2 separate regions of the Mus musculus genome follow, and region 2 is linked to region 1. A link is a contact called in public promoter capture Hi-C data. All regions are on one chromosome and are shown on one strand. The core of a region is the stretch at or near the end of the contact, and the rest is flanking DNA. Distances in the headings are between cores, read along the strand shown. Region 1 holds the start of Dyrk3 (dual-specificity tyrosine-(Y)-phosphorylation regulated kinase 3). Region 2 holds the start of Igfn1 (immunoglobulin-like and fibronectin type III domain containing 1).

Evidence for each region. Promoter capture Hi-C pulls out the DNA fragments that hold promoters and counts their contacts.
Region 2: a promoter capture Hi-C map of erythroid cells shows a contact between it and region 1, with 6 times the contacts expected there. The contact joins the promoter of Igfn1 here to the promoter of Dyrk3 in region 1.

Annotation. Positions count from the first base shown.
Region 1 is chr1:131,136,765-131,139,605 of GRCm38.p6, reverse strand. Dyrk3 (dual-specificity tyrosine-(Y)-phosphorylation regulated kinase 3) reads left to right here and starts at 1,372. Exons shown (of 3, transcript NM_145508.2): 1 at 1,372-1,526. The coding sequence starts at 1,450.
Region 2 is chr1:136,004,987-136,007,971 of GRCm38.p6, reverse strand. Igfn1 (immunoglobulin-like and fibronectin type III domain containing 1) reads left to right here and starts at 1,630. Exons shown (of 27, transcript NM_177642.3): 1 at 1,630-1,651. The coding sequence starts at 1,630.

The DNA of each region.
Region 1 (2,841 bases), core at 123-2,622:
TACTTAGGTCACCAAGGTCAGATACTCAGGAGGTCCAGCACCCTCAAGGAGTTCTCCCTCCCTTACTAGGGAAATAACCTACTAAAGACAAAGGCAGCCTCTGTATCTACTCCCCTAACCCGCTGGAGGCAAGTAGAACAGGAAGGCTTTAGCTTGGCTCTAGAAGATGCGCCTTAAAGACAGAAGGGAAGACTTGCAGTGATTCGAAATGAGGTAATTAAACATGTCCAGGCAAGTCCCAACCAACCCTTCCGGTAGTAGTCTGGGGTGTTCACCTCTTAGAAGTCCTGAGAGCAGGATCAGTTAGTAGAATTTTGTAATCTTGGAGCGGGGGAGGTGCCTTTGTTGCCATGGAACTCTGTCTACAAACAAGAGTCAAAGAGCCCAATTTAAAAACAAAAACCCTAGGAAAGTAAGATTGCACTGGTTGTGGATGAAAGAGAGACAGAAAACTTCTAAAAGATCATCATTGAAGAAAACATTTTTACTTATATCACAGGCTAAGTCAACACTGAACAGATGAAAATAAAGTGTCCCAAATGGACAGATTCTTAGCTGCAAATAGAGTGTGGATCTTCTGAGAACAGGGACTGTGACTTTTACGAACCCCAAAAGGAGCCTCGGTTGGACATTTGAAGATTCGTGGAATTATGCTCTATGAAATAATTTCCAGTGTGCACCAGGTGGCGTGCGCCACCGATGCGTGGAAGAACCTTTGGTTTTTGTTTTGTTTTGTTCTCATAGATCCAATGGGCTCATCCTATGTGTATGAGTTTATGCCTGTGCACCACATACGTGCCTGCTACTCTCAGATGTCAGAAGAGGGCATTAAACACCCCGGGACTAGAGTTATGGATGGTTGTGAACTGCCACGACCGTGTTGGGAATCAAATCCGCTCTTGCAGAGGAGTTTTGCAGCCTTAGGAAATCTGATGGGCACCAAGCTCAACACAACCGCCACTTCTGTGGCTTAACAGCCTTTCTTTTCACTTCCATTTTAACTGTCGAAATAGACTTAACATGGACGGTACTTCTCAGAAAGAGTGAGGTACGCTTTCACATATTAAAGATGCGCAGAGCTCTCCAAGCGGTCTGCTGAGCAGGCAGGCTGTGCTGCTGATACTCCCATGTTTGGTTTCACGGCTAGGTGAATACGAAGAAGCGTAGGTTCCAAGCCAGTTTCCTCTTTTGCAAAAAGAACTGCGAGCACACCACCCAGGAACAGCACGCCCCTCGCTCCGCCTCCTCCCCGCTCCCTCCAAGGCGGCGTTGCGCAGGCGCGGCAGGGCGTGCGCGGTTGCTAAGCGACGCGGCCGCTCCCGCGTGGTCTCCCTGCGGACCGCGCGAGCCCAGTGCCCAGCCTCGTCTTGTAGCGAAGCCAGCAGGTGCGGTGCTGGAGGCGACCCACCGGGCCAACCGCCGCCTCTGTGTCCGCGGGGCGAGCTCGCGATGGGAGGCGCAGCCCGCGATCGCGGGAGGAAGGACGCGGCGCTGCCGGGGGCCGGGCTCCCGCCGCAGCAGCGGAGGTAACGGCGCCCGGGTAGGAGCGGGAGGACTCCTTGCGGGTCTGGGCTGCCTGTCCATCAGCGCGGTGAGCGGGAAGGGCGGGGGAGGGCGGGCGGGACGGCGCGGCCTCCGGAGAGCTGGGTCTGGGACCTGCGCGCAAGACCTGCGCCCTGTTGCTCCGAGAGTCTGCCCAGCCCGCCCTGGCCCTGGGGTGGAGCAGCAGAGACCCGGGACCTTGTTCCCCATGTGCCGCTTTTGGGGGGGGGTCCCTTTCCCCCTCCGCATCGGGCCCTGGCTAAAGGAACCCAATCCGCTCGTTCGCGTCTGGCTGTTACTCTGCAGATGCGGTGCTGGTGTGTTTCATCGTGCAGTATGGCAGAGGCCGGACCTGTCTAGAAAATTGCCTGTTATCAAAACATTGTCTGAACCTCAATATATTTTTTAGAAGATATTTTAATTTCTTGTGGGATGTTTTTAAAGCCCTCCTTTATTCCTTTAACACTTGTGTTAAACTCTATAAGTATTTTTTTTTAATAAGACAGATCTCAAAAGTGACTGAAAAGATATTTTTTTTAAAGACAATGAAAAATGTTACCTAGTCATGGTTGTGTTAGTAGTATATAATCTGAGATGGTAACATGAACCGGTGACCAGAGTGACCCGCAAATCCGTAGTCTTGGGAGCAGATAAAATGCATTATTCAAGGCCATCTTGTGGCTTTAGTAAATCCTGCCCATTGTTTGTGTGCCTTCACTGTGGAGGACCCACAGTGTAAAGACAGAACCATTCTGTAGTCCTTTAGCATTTTAAATATCTCCATATGCCAGGAAATGAAGTGGGAACAGAAGAGAGATTTGGTACATCGTGTAACTTAAAGCAAAGCATCGGGTGGGTTCCTGTTGGCTGCCTTTTTTCACTAGTTAGCTTAGCTGTAAATGGGTGCATAAAATAATGAAGAGAAGACAGCTGTTCTGCTAGTCTTCTCTTCTTGTAGTCTGAGAGTGTAGACGTCCTTTTCTTCCCATTTACCTGTGAGGCTGTTCAGAGGGGGAAGGTAGCACAGCCAGGGGCTGAAACTAGAATAGAGGTGTTAGACTTGCATTCTAAAACAAACCTCTATGTTATGTTTATTTCTTTCTGCTTTTAGGTTTCTTATTCAGTTCAAGTTAATTGGTAGTCCCTCATTTTTTGAACAGCATTCGATTACTTATTATTTGTTAGTTAGAGACAGGGTCTCTTTATTATGTAGCTTTGGCTGTCCTGGAAGTCACTCTGTAGACCAAGCTGGCCTCAAACTCAGCAGAGATCCACCTGCCTCTGCCTCCTGAGAGAGGG
Region 2 (2,985 bases), core at 381-2,880, 4.9 Mb before region 1:
ACAGGTGGCGCCCCCAGAATAAGGACATTTCTGTCCCAGGCCAGCAGCTGTCACCTTAGAAAGATTAAGATTCTCCCACCAGGCGACAAGGCTTGTTGTGCCCGAGACAGATACGGCTCGGATTCCCAGCCCGAGGTAATTAACCCGGAGAAAAATGTGACACATCTCCCGGACCGTCTGCGGTGTAGCGGGCTGCCCACTGGCTTCAGCTTTCCCCAGAGCTTGGAAGGATTTCTGAGAAGGGAGGATCCTGCTGCAGAGCCTCTGTGCTTTCCTGCTGTGGGGGTGCGCGAGCCCCCAGGTCAGGATCTCAACCCACAGCGTTCCTGCCCAGAATGCAAAAGGCTTAGGTCGCTGCGGAAAACCGGGTGAAGACGTACAGCAGAATGTACGGGGTTACTGAGCTCCACGCGCGAGTGCTGGTGGTCTTGCATTGCATTAGGGAGGTCACCGCTCTGTGTCCCAAGGCGGGGTAAGAGGCTAGGTCCCGCTGATCCCAGGAGACATAGCTGCACGGACACACTAATCCACTGTTTTTACACATAATCACTTCACACGCAGAGATTACCTACCTCAGATTGCATTCATAGTTGGCTGGGTTTCCGGGCTTTAAAGGCTTTCAGTTCGCGTTCTGGGGAGCATTGAGAGACCAGAGGCTGACCCAGACTCGCTAATCCTAATCTCTCCAGCTGCCACTCACCCGCCATCAAGGTGTCTCTGTGGGCCCGTTTTTCTCATCTGTTCAAATGGGTTAAGCTGACCTCCTAGGCATGTCCTTATTCTGTGGGTTAAAGGAGAGAATCTTCAGAAAGTTATGGGTTCTTCTGGACTGAGGGTCTCCCATCCTCCTCTGGATGTTCCCCCTAAGAAATTGTGGTTTGGTTCTTAAATTGGTTATAATTAACCAGAAGGAAACCGAACTATTGCTTGGACAGACACTGGTAGCTGGTTGGGGAAGTGGAGTGAGCCTGCTTATTTGCAGGGACTAATTAGCGATGTCCATAAGGATCTCTGCGGCTCTAATGATTCTAGCAGGAGTTTGGAAAATATTCGAGCCAATTGCTCACTCAATAGGGAAACTGAGGCCCAGAGATGGGGAGGTAATTTGCCCAAGTCCAGGCAGCCTAGAGGCAGCCTTGATAGTTCTTTGAGGCTGTTGCAAATCGGCTTCCCTGACCTGGGCCTTCATCCTGGCCCAATTTTAGGATTCTGGACTTTGCCCCATAGGTTTGCTTCCTACTTCCAAAACATTTTGAGTCCCTTAGTAAAGCGTTCCCTAGGCCATGTTTCTCAGGCTGGGAGAAGCAGGAGCCTGGAAAGTTAAAGAGTAGTCATGGGGTGGCAAGGGGTTTAGGGAGGTGAGATCTTCATGGGCACTGTGTACCTGATCTGTTTACAACTTGCTGTTAATAGATGCCATTAATCATAGCCAACTGCAGCTGGCTCAGCCTGGGGAAGAGCAGCAGCCTGCCATCTTTGAGAGGGACGAGCAAGAAGGAATATGGAGGAGGGGGCAGGTTCCTACAGTTACCTGACACAGGAAAACCAGTCCCAGAGGGACATGGCATGAGGACACATGTATGTTAGTGTCTTGTTCAGCCCAGCCAGCCCTCTACTAAATGTCCCAGCATGAATGAGATGCGAACACAAGGTCTGTTAAACATTATGTGCTTAGTGCATACCTTTATTTTTCTTTGTTAAAAGGTATTTATTGGCTTATTTTTGCATACCTTTAAGAAGTTACAGGGCTTTAGTCTGTATGAATGAGGCCCTAGGTTTGATTCCTATCATTGCAAAAAATAAAACCTAGGTGCTGGAGAGATGGCTCAACAGCTAAAAGTGCTCTTTAAGAGGATTCACATTTGATTTCTAGCATCCATAACAAGTTGCTCACAACCATCTGTAATCCAGTTCTAGGAGGTCCAGCACTTTGGTCTCCATGGACACCTGCACTCATGTACACATGTGCCTTACTATATCTATAATTAATAATAAGAGTGAAATTCTTTTTAAAAATAAATAGAAAAATAAATAAATAGAGCCTGGAATTTGGAAGGCCCTACTCTAAATATCAAGGGACTGTGAGGAGAGTTCGCTAGTCTCAATTGCTAGTTACACAGAGGAATCCTAATGTGATTTTTCTCCCATATCAATACAATCACTGGGTACTCAGAGGCCTTTCCTGGTAAGGGGACAGTGTGATATGAGCAGCCAGGTCACTGGGCTCAAGATATAAGTCCCATGTCCAAGATCATACATCTCTTTCTATGACCTCTGATGGTGTCTGTATTTCTCCACGTCTTAGACATTCATAGCACCTACCACTGAGATTCTAGATCCTTTTTGGGTCTATTAGGGTCAAGACCAGGACCTGGTGGACTAGATTTCTAATACTCCAAAACATTAAATATCTAAATATCTGATTAGTACTGATTATTAACTTAAAGAGATCTAGAACCACAGGAAACAAACCTTCAACATGTCTGTGAGGGATTTTCTAAACCAATTGAGATGGGAAGACCCAGGATAACTGTGGGTATCACTGTCCTGTGGCCCGGGGTCCAGGAGAAAGAGAGCTGGATGTTGGCTCTTCATCTCTTTCTGCTTCTTGGCTGAAGATACTATGTGATTACTTATGTCATGCCTGATGCTGTGCCCCCTGCATGATGGATGTGTCCTGTGAGCCAAGGTGACCCTTCCTTCCTTCCTTCCTTCCTTCCTTACATTGCTCCTACCAGATATTCTGCTACAGCAACCGGAAAAATAACTAGTAACCAGAGTGAGGTTGTGGCTGGGACAAATCTGACCGTGTTAGAACTGGTTTCTGGGAAGAATGTGGGGGGCAGGGGGTGGGGAATGGAACTTGGAGCTGGAAAAGCATTAAAGCACAAGCTGAGCTTAGTAGGTCATTCTGATGGGAGTTTGGAAGGCCAGGATGTTGGAAGAGGTATTCAGTGTGTGTGTGTATGTGTGTGGGGGCGTGGG